2 separate regions of the Sus scrofa genome follow, and region 2 is linked to region 1. The links are chromatin contacts, called in public Hi-C maps. All regions are on one chromosome and are shown on one strand. The core of a region is the stretch at or near the end of the contact, and the rest is flanking DNA. Distances in the headings are between cores, read along the strand shown. Region 1 has its middle 42 kb from the start of AKAP13. Region 2 overlaps AKAP13 (A-kinase anchor protein 13).

What was found. A called contact is a pair of places that touch in the nucleus more often than the background predicts.
Region 2: a contact with region 1 is called in a Hi-C map of omental adipose tissue, with 2.6 times the contacts expected there. The contact joins two enhancer-like sites. A contact is called at or near these places in 20 of 47 Hi-C or Micro-C datasets (adipocytes, alveolar macrophages, brain and 12 more) and 2 of 2 datasets of contacts at active chromatin or transcription factors (alveolar macrophages and skeletal muscle).

What each region holds. Positions count from the first base shown.
Region 1 is chr7:87,844,877-87,849,821 of Sscrofa11.1, reverse strand. No RefSeq gene overlaps it. Among named protein-coding and RNA genes, the nearest start is that of AKAP13, 42 kb to the left of the region's middle. Within about 2 kb of position 2,106, at least 14 of the 83 cell types and tissues checked have an H3K27ac peak or open chromatin away from gene starts, as enhancers often do. A contact at or near this core is called in omental adipose tissue, where this site is marked.
Region 2 is chr7:88,002,247-88,007,191 of Sscrofa11.1, reverse strand. All of the region lies in intron 2 of AKAP13 (A-kinase anchor protein 13), which reads right to left. Among named protein-coding and RNA genes, the nearest start is that of AKAP13, 120 kb to the right of the region's middle. Within about 2 kb of position 3,036, at least 21 of the 83 cell types and tissues checked have an H3K27ac peak or open chromatin away from gene starts, as enhancers often do. A contact at or near this core is called in omental adipose tissue, where this site is marked.

The DNA.
Region 1 (4,945 bases), core at 857-3,356:
ATTTCTTCCACTTGGGTTCCTCCTGTAGCGTCAACTCAGGCCCAACCTCCAGGGGAGCAGTCCCAAGGCTCAGGTGCCACGCTGGGAAGGAGTCTGCCTGCCTGAGCTCTGAGGTTCCTTCTCTCTCCACCCTTGCTCCACTGCTTTCTCTCCAAATCCATTCTCTGGGCTTCAGAATCCCAGCGGGGTCAGGGGACTGTTATCAGCGGACCAAGCTTTCAGCCCCAGGGGAGTCCTGGGGAGAGGCCCGGCAGTCGGAGGAAGGGCTCTAAGAGGCCACCCAGCATCCCACCATCTGTGATGGAGGGGCTACAGCATTCTCTGACTTCGAGGCCGGTGTTTGATCTGCCTCCGGCCTTCGCAGAGAGCCGCAAGCACAGCGCGGAGGTTATGAAAGAACACAGTGCTGGCTGAACACACATTCGCTGGAGCCCTTTCGGTTTTCGGGGAAGGGACCGAGCGCGGCCTCTAGCGGCCTCTCCTAGACCTGCTCTCCAGAGTCTTGACCCTTGTGGATTGTTCAACTGAAACTCGGCCACAGCTCCGTGGGAAAGAGGCAGCGGGATCGCGGGACGTTGTCCTCGGAAAACCTTCCACAAGCAGAGTCGTGGTCTGTCCTGCAGGCAAGCGTGTGAATCCGGCTAGACCTGCCTCCCGAACGGTCGAGCTCCAGCGCATTCACAAGGGCATCCAGAGCTCCTCCCCCTCCTCCTCCCTCCAGGTCCTGCGGGTCCGACTCCTCCCCCATCTCTGTTCCCCTCTCGTCTCAGTTATCAAGTGCTGCCTGCCGCACCTAATCTCAGGCAATGATTTGCAGCACTGGTTGCTGCATTCCTTCAAACTCTCCTTTGCAAAGATTCTGGGACCTAATCTTTCTTTCTTTTTAAAATTTTATTGGAATATAGTTGATGTACAAAATTATGTTAATTTCAGGAGTACAGCACAGTAAATCGGTTATACATATATCCATTCCTTTTCAGATTCTTTTCCCATATACTTTATTACACAGTATTGAGTAAATTTCCTTGTGCTATACACTAGGAGGTACTTAATATTTCTTCAATGAATCAATCTGGGTAAGTTGAATGAGGACTTTAAGTTGAAACTGATCCAGTCACCTTAGTCTATTTTCTAAGTTATTTAAAATATACAACATTGACTTTTTTCTCGTTACAAAATTTTGGTACTATGGAATGCTGTGTTGGAAATACTGATCAAATCAAACTCCCTGATTTCATGGAAGATCAGTATAAATCTTAACTTTGTTCCTTATGAGAAAAAACCAAAAACAAAAACCCACCAAATACTTGTGCCCTCATTGGGTGCATGAAGCAGTTTTAGGTACTAGCACTACATTTTCTTGAACCCAAGGTGGATCCCTTTAAGGGCAATTAAAAAGATATAACATGACATTGATTTTTTTGCACACATTCTTTCAAATTTCTGTTTTCTATATTACAAGCTACCATCCACAGAGGGTCATAAATCCTCTGGAGAAGTCATATGTTACACCACGTGGTTTGCTTTGCATCTGTTTTGCAGCTGTTCACTTTGCAGTTTTATTTTGCCTTTTGGAAACCTTAGAACAGTGCTTCTCAAACATGAATGCGCATATGAATCACTTGGGGGATCTTGTTAAAATGCAGATTTTGAGTCAGGAGGTCTGGGGAGGGCTGAGATTCTTCACTTCTAAGGAGATGCCAGGTGGTGCCAATTCTGCTGCTCTGGACACCACACTTAGAGTGGTAGAGTTGTTGAAAAACAGGAACAAAAGTATTCTGAGAGTGCTCATGGGATCAGTGTCAATGTGCTTGCACTGAGAACCAGTCTGGCTGTGGAGGAGTTCTCCTTGAAGATTCTAGTCTACTTTCCCCCTCATCCTTCACTTTCCCTTTCTTTCAAATATTCTTTCCTGTTGTCTGGATTGGAGAGAAGCTGGGAGGGAAAAGCCAAAAGCTATGTTGATTCAGGATGTGTGGGTAGCACCTTAGGTTTCTTCAGGTCATCTGGGCTAGAAGAAAATAAAGGATCCTACAGCCAGCTATAACTGAAACCTCTGCGGCCTCTGTATTTGGTGTGTGAGCAACCAGAAGCAGACCCTAAATCAGTGGTTTCAGTTCCTTCAACTTTATTTTACTAATGTGAGAGAAGCAGCAGGCATCTGCAAGGAGCTCTGCTCTGCTCCCTCCTTTACATGTGCTGTGACTGGGGGCAGGGTTTCTCAGCTGCAGCACTGTTGACATATTGGGCTGGATAATTGCTTGCTGTGGGAGAACCTGAGTGTCCTGCACACTGTGGGATATTTAACAGCATCCCCGGACTCTACCCTTTAGATACCAGTGGCACCTCCTACCATTTAGTTGTGATAATAAAAAATGTCTCCAGACATTCCTACATATCAACTTGGAGGTCAAAATTTTCCCTGGTTGCGAACCACTGATCTAAAGATAAGGAATCACCTGTCAGTTCACCCAAATATCTACCTGTCCCAACCTTATCCCTGCCTTTTCAAATAACATCTTATTTTTCACTTTCTAGGTGGAATGTTTCTAAGTGGGATACCATGAAATGAAGTTTCCAAATAAGTGAAACAAAAGCATATGGGTTTGTACTCTGTGCCTATTCCAATGGATTAGTTCTGGCTACTAGAGATACTAGGTTGAAAAAGATTTTGAAGATTCCATATGCAGCAGGAAAGAATGCTGTCTGCCACGGGTGTGAGGTAGAGGGGCCATTATGTTTGTCATGGGTTTGTCTCATTTAAACCTGTAAATTGCTGTTTTCCTTTGCGCCCCAACATTCAGTTTACTCTCAATGAGGCAGTTGCTTTGGCCTAATAGAAAGCATGTTGGCCTTGGGATCTGAAGATTTAAGTTGGAATCCCAGCTATGCCATTTACTAAATAGGACCTTGAATGAGTGGGTGATTTAATCTCCTCTAGTTTCTTCAGTTTAGAATAGGGCTATTTATTCATTCCTAGCTCATATGATGGGTGTAAGGATTAAAGGAGATAAATGAAAGTTTCTAAAAAGTATCTGTTTTATGAGGAATGCTGAGTAATATATGTGTGTTGATAAATTATTTATTCCTCCAATAAATAGATGATATGACTATATGGCCAGGGAATACTATCCTACATTAAATGTTTGGAAAATTTTGGAAGAGGAAAGTAGGGCCCTACAAGGGCTTGTCCAGAAGGAGAACGGAAAGAGCCAATAGGATTGGGCTAATCATCCTCTCACAGTGAAGGTATATTTGGAAGCTTTCAAACTGGCTCCCCCTGAGAGAATAATTTAGAAGAAGGAAGAAATATCTGTATTTTCACAGATGACTCATTAGGGAATGAGTCCTCAAAGGGTTGCTCCCAGACTAATAGCATCAATATCACCTGGGAGTTTGTCACAATGAATTCATGGAGACCAGACTTTAAAAGCTTACTTGAGGAGTTCCCGTTGTGGCACAGTGGTTAATGAATCCAACTAGGAACCATGAGGTTGCAAGTTCGATCCCTGCGCTTGCTCAGTGGGTTAAGGATCTGGCGTTGCCGTGAGCTGTGGTGTAGGTTGCAGATGTGGCTCGGATCCCGTGTTGCTGTGGCTCTGGCGTAGGCTGGCAGCTACAGCTCCGATTGGATCCCTAGCCTGGGAACCTCCATATGCTGTGGGAGTGGCCCAAGAAATGGCAAAAAGACAAAAAAAAAAAGCTTACTTGACTCATAGGCAAGAAACCCAGACCCTCACTCAGAGTTTTTTTTATCTTCATCTTGCTTCTTACAAAGTATGAATTTTCTAATCCATGGTAGAAAAGAAACAGCAAATTCAAAGAGGTAAAGTGGAGGTATTAGAAGCTGGCCCAATGAAGACAAAATAAAGTGACAGTTGTTCCCGTTGTGGTGCAGCGGAAACAAATCTGACTAGGAACCACGAGGTTGTGGTTCGATCCCTGGCCTGGCTCAGTGGGTTAAGGATCTGGCATTGCTGTGAGCTGTGGTATAGGTCACAGATGCGGCTTAGATCCTGCGTTGCTGTGGTTGTGGTGTAGGCCAGCAGCTGTAGTTTCAATTGAACCCCTAGCCTGGGAAACTCCATGTTCCACAGGCGTGGCCCTAAAAGGCAAAAAATAAAAAATAAAAATAAAAAAATAAAGCAACAGTTGATAAAGAATAGAAACCCCCAAATATAAAGATGGGACTTCAGTTACATTAAGTAGGGCAAATAGCCACATACCCCTCACTATATCCTCTGGTCGTTATTTAATATTTCAAAAGTAGGTATCTGAAATATGGACTAGAATTATCAAGAAAAATCTGAACCATGTTTTTCGTTCTTGGTTTAAAATAATAGGTTTCCAAATGAGACATGTTGGGGGATGGGGGGATGCACTGAGGGTTTGGGGTGGAAATGCCTTAAAATTTGGTTGTGATGATTGTTGTACACATAATAAATGTAATAAAATTCATTAAGTGATAAAAAAATTAAAAAAATAAAATAATAGGAAGTTTTGCATTTTTAGAAAAAATATACTTCAAATAAATAAAATTTGAGTACTTTAAGGAATTAATTTTACTTATTTGGGGATTTCACTTTGTGGCATGCAAGAAACAGATCATGAGGCATCACTTTAACTTTCTAGAGGTCAAGAGCCATGCCCCATACTTTTTTCTACATACCCTAAGAGCTCAATAAATACATGTTTACTGGTTAAGCTTCTCTATAGGCACTGAGAAAAAAAAATAGTAGGAACAATTGTTTTGTAGTCATCATTCTGTTTCTACTTTGCCCTTTCTTTTTATTGCTTTGTTTTCAAAGCCAAATGAAGTCTGTTGATCTTCTGCATTGTTTGCTTATTGTTTTCTTTGGAGAAAATGAAATTTATGTGTGGAGAGCGACCTTGCTGAGAACATTTGCTTCCTTTCCATATTGTTTATCCATGTCAGTGAATTTAC
Region 2 (4,945 bases), core at 1,787-4,286, 160 kb before region 1:
CTCCTTAGAGAGACTCAATCCTTTGTCTGCCTAGTCGACGCCTACACGCTTTGAACAACCATGGCCCATTTGAGGAGTAATGCACCATGGCTTGAACATAGAGAACAAGCAGGAGAGGAGGACACAAAGAAATGCCACAGATTCCAGCTCACACTCTAGTCCAAGGGGAGCCATTGAACACTTAACAACATTATTTCCCCCATGTACTTTCTATGCATGGTTGGAAGATTAAAGAAGATAATCATAAACAAACTTTTATGTTAATAATCATTGTTCTTCAACTGTCCCTTATCAGTCTATTCTAAATGAAATATGAACTCTCCTGTCCCAACTCTCATCTTGACTGACTTTCCCCCATAGCACTTTTCACTATCTGAGGCATGCATTTATTTGCATGCTTATGTATGTATACACATACAGATATATATATATATATACACACACACATATATACAGACACACATTTACATATATACACTGTATATTTTACATGTTATATATGTAAAATTCTAAGAGTAAATATTTATGAATTTCCCTGATTCCTTCCTCTCCTTCCAACTATTATGTAAATTTTATGAGGCCATGGAACATATTTATTTTATTCAATGCCGTATCATGGCCTAAAAGTATATCTGGTTGTTTTAAGTGCTCAACAGATGTTAGATGAATGCATGAATGCCAAACTGGATTTTCTTCCTGCAAAAAAACTGCCTCTCTCAACTCATTTAAACACCTAAGATGACTAGATGAGAAATTAAAAGATCTTAAATCTAATGGTCTGGCTATGCCAATTTTTTCAGCTCGGTAGTCCTTATAAACAGTCACTTAAAACTAAGGCCCAAAAGGACCAGTAACAAGAAGAGACTATAATACCATCATCCCTGCTTACTTACCCTGGGAGCTTTACCTATCTCTCTCTTTAGTGGAAAGATAATCAGATTCTCTCCATACCCCTTCTAATAAAGCCCACTCTCCAGACTGGCCAGCAAAGCCCTTTTAATAACACTTTCCTTAGAAAATGCCTCAAAGCACCTCAAGTAACATGAAGAGAAATCGATTGTGAAATTTACTAATCGGGAGGCATAAACTAAATTCATTCCAGAAGAACAGGCTTTGGTTGACTGCAATGTTAGAAAACATGTAGCCATTTCATTTGACATTTGAAGTTAATTTTTTATTTCAAACAGGTTAATCTTTTGTCAGATAAAGATATGGGTTGGAGTTCCCGTCATGGCACAGTGGTTAACAAATCCGACTGGGAACCATGAGGTTGCGGGTTCGGTCCCTGCCCTGGCTCAGTGGGTTAACAATTTGGCATTGCCATGAGCTGTGTGTGGTGTGGGTCGCAGATGCGGCTTGGATCCTGCGTTGCTGTGGCTCTGGCGTAGGCCAGCGTCTACACCTCCGATTGGACCCCTAGCCTGGGAACCTCCACATGCCATGGGAGCAGCCCTAGAAAAGGCAAAAAAAAAAAAAAAAAAAAAGATGGGTCAATGAAATCCCTAAAGTGCCTTCTTCATTTTTAATCACATACATCTATATTCCAGCCAAAAGCATCCCCCTCCCCAATGCTAACACAAAAAAAAAATCAAAATTCTTGCTGTCTTCCAGCTTCATAATTTTGCAACACTAAGATATACACAAATTCTTAAAGATTTCCAAGCACCATCTATTTGGTCCATTAAAATAAAACCAGCAGGAGTTTCCACTGTGGCACAGTAGTTAAGAATCCAACCATGGCAGCTCAGATTGCTGTGACAGTGCGGGTTCAATCCCCATCCCAGTGCAGTGGGTTAAAGGATCCAGCATTGCCGCAGTTATGGCATAGGTCACAGCTGTGGCTCAGATTCAATCCCTGGCCCAGAACTTCCATATGTCGTGGGTGTGGCTATAAAATTTTTAGAAACAATAATTTAGAAATAAAACCAGCAGATGGCGCTCAAACAGTTTGTAGAGTCCTTTGTAGGGAATGGTTTAGGGACTATTCTCTCTATAATGAGGAAGAATCTTGAAACTTCAGCTGGAAAAGAAATCAAGTTACAAAAAGTCTGGAAAATGTTTAATGTATGGCCCCTTTAATGGGAAGTATTACTTTAAAAAGAGTTTTTTAGAATTCTAAGTGTATAAGCTTTTTGTTTCAATGTACAACCCTGCCTCTCAGTCTATTCTTACTAATAATAAGCAAAGCTAAATTAGTCAGAGGGTGTTGCTGGCTGGTAGCTTTAAAAAAGAAATAGCCTCACCCTCTCACAAATGTTTCACAACTCTCTGGAAATGCAAGCGTAATTAGGTCAACACTTAAACAGACAGTCAAGTCCCCCTTTGCTAGCAGGAGCAGACAGATATTTGGTTAAAACGTAGAGAGCATAAGGATGTTTATTATTGATAAAACATTCCTCTCTCCCTCTATGCCCTCCCAGAAAGCTGATGATTAAAGTGGGGGCATTCTACAATTAACAGCTTGACTTCTGTTCTACCCACCTCCCGTACTTATTCACCTAATATCCCTGGTTATTCGTTGGTCATTTCTCTTGGCTTTCCTCTGAGGTCATCTATGAAATTGAGTCTCCAGGCTTCCAAGGCTAGCCCTCTGCACAGGAGGAAGCAGTCAAGTCTCCAGAATACAATTTGATCAAGTTACTCCTGTGAAACTCATGGATGGCCAACAGGATAACATCCTACTCCCAGGCATGCCTCTTCGACTGGTGGCAAGCAAGGCCCTCCAAAACCTAGCCCCTGATGACCTCTCCGGCCTCTCCCCACTCACCCACAACCATCATATCAAACCACGGACAGTTCCAGAACATGTCAAGAGGTTTAAGCCTCTCTCTTACTACATGGCTCATTACTTGGCAGTGATGCTCCTTGTACCTGTCACATCCTCCTCTCACCTGACTGATGAATGGACCAAGAGAGAAAAAAGCATGAAGTTAAGTCCTGCTTTCTTTCCTGAGGAGAAGCCTAGTCTCCTTTTTCAGGTGAAAGGCCTCCTTACCTAATCAAACACCCTATGCCTCACTCACTACATAGAGGTCAAAGTCTCCTCCAATTCCTTGCACCTCTCTGTTTGTGCAATGAGCATGTGCCTGGGCAATGCTAAGGAAGGGAACCCAGCAAGTCAACTTGAACCACACCTGCTCGATTCTCATTCCTAGCCCTGATGTGACAAACTGTGACACCACAAAAAGAGGTATTCAAAACTGGCAAATGAGGATACTGTCAACTACACCAAGATTAGGGAGGGAAGGACACAAATACTGAATGGGAGGCATCACTGTGGGAGTCGAGATCACTGGCTCTGAAGCCACATGACTCAGAATGCCAGCTTCAATTGTTAGCTCTGTGGTTCTTTTAGGAACTACCTCAACCTCTAGACTGTAAACTCCACAAAGGTAGGAACTGTATCTATTATATTCACATATTTGAAGTGCATGAAGTAATTCAATAATGGCTCTTCCATCAAATGCTAACTATAAACCAACAGCACTTTGTCTTACACAGATTAAGGTTACTATTTAATCCCGTTAAGTACTGGTATTTTAACAAGTATCTAGCACATAGCAACACAAAATAAATGTCCCCAGTCATTCATAAGTAAATAAAAATATCTCACTTTTCAGAATCTCCACTTTTCTTTCCTTTATACTGTTTTCTAGTAAAATGAATTATTTCCCAAAGCCAAATAAAGTAATAAATTTTACTATTTTTTGGTTTTACTTACCTGTGAGTGAAGATTTTAACTTGATGGCAAAATTATGACACCCTCTGAAAAGCAGTCATAAAAGAATGCAGAAAGAACTAAAACTTGATTAGTTTTAAAGGTAAATTATAGGAGTTCCTATCGTGGCACAGTGGAAACAAATCCGACTAGGAACTATGAGGTTGCAGGTTCAATACCTGGCCTTGCTCAGTGGGTCAAGGAACCAGCGTTGCCATGAGCTGTGGTGTAAGTCACAGATGCAGCTTGGATCTGATGTTGCTGTGTCTCTGTTGTAGGCTGGCAGCTGTAGCTCCAATTAGACCCCTAGCCTGGGAACTTCCACATGCCTCAGGAGTGGCCCTAAAAAGCAAAAAAAAAAAAAAGGTGAATTATAAATCTTTCATAAAGCTGATTAAGCTTTCTAACTAATGATAAAGACCTATATGGACATTAAACGATTCACAATACTTAAAAACCATAAACTAGTAAAAAGAAACATTTTACCATTTCAGATGATGGGAACATTATTCTTATCTAGCCTTACTGGTAATAAACAAAACAAACCACTGCATATAAATATCCAGGTTTTATTTGTTTAAGTTTTCCTTTTGGAGTTCCCATCATGGCTCAGCAGGAACGAACCCAACTAGCATCCATGAGGACACAGTTTTGATCCCTGGCCTCTCTCAGTGGGTTAAGGATCCAGCATTGCTGTGAGCTGTGGTGTAGGTTGCAGACACAGCTCAGATCCTGTGTTGCTGCAGCTATGGTGTAGGCCTGCAGCTGCAGCTCCCGTTTGATCCCTAGCCTGGGAACTTCCATGTGCAACAGATACAGACCTAAAAAATGTTTTTAAAAAAGAAAAAAAAAAGTTTTCCTTTTAAAATGTCCAAAAAAAAAAAAATTTAGCTTTATGAAAGTGTAACTAAAGTACATTACACATTTCTGCACCTTCTTAAATATGCACAAGGAAGGGCAGGAGTAGTGACTGGGCAACTACTATGAGCTAGGACTTTTATATACGGGAACAACAATATTTAACTGGTAAAAAATAAAAGATAAATTTGGAGCACTTCTCAAAGTATCTGGTACCCAGTAAGTATTCAATAAGTGCTAGATAGTGTCATTTTTAAAATCACATTTAATCCGCACAAAAACCCTATAATACAAGTATTAATCACCCTGCTGAATTTTACAAATAAAGACTCTAAGGTTCCCACAGCTGCTTAGTACTAGAGTAGGAAT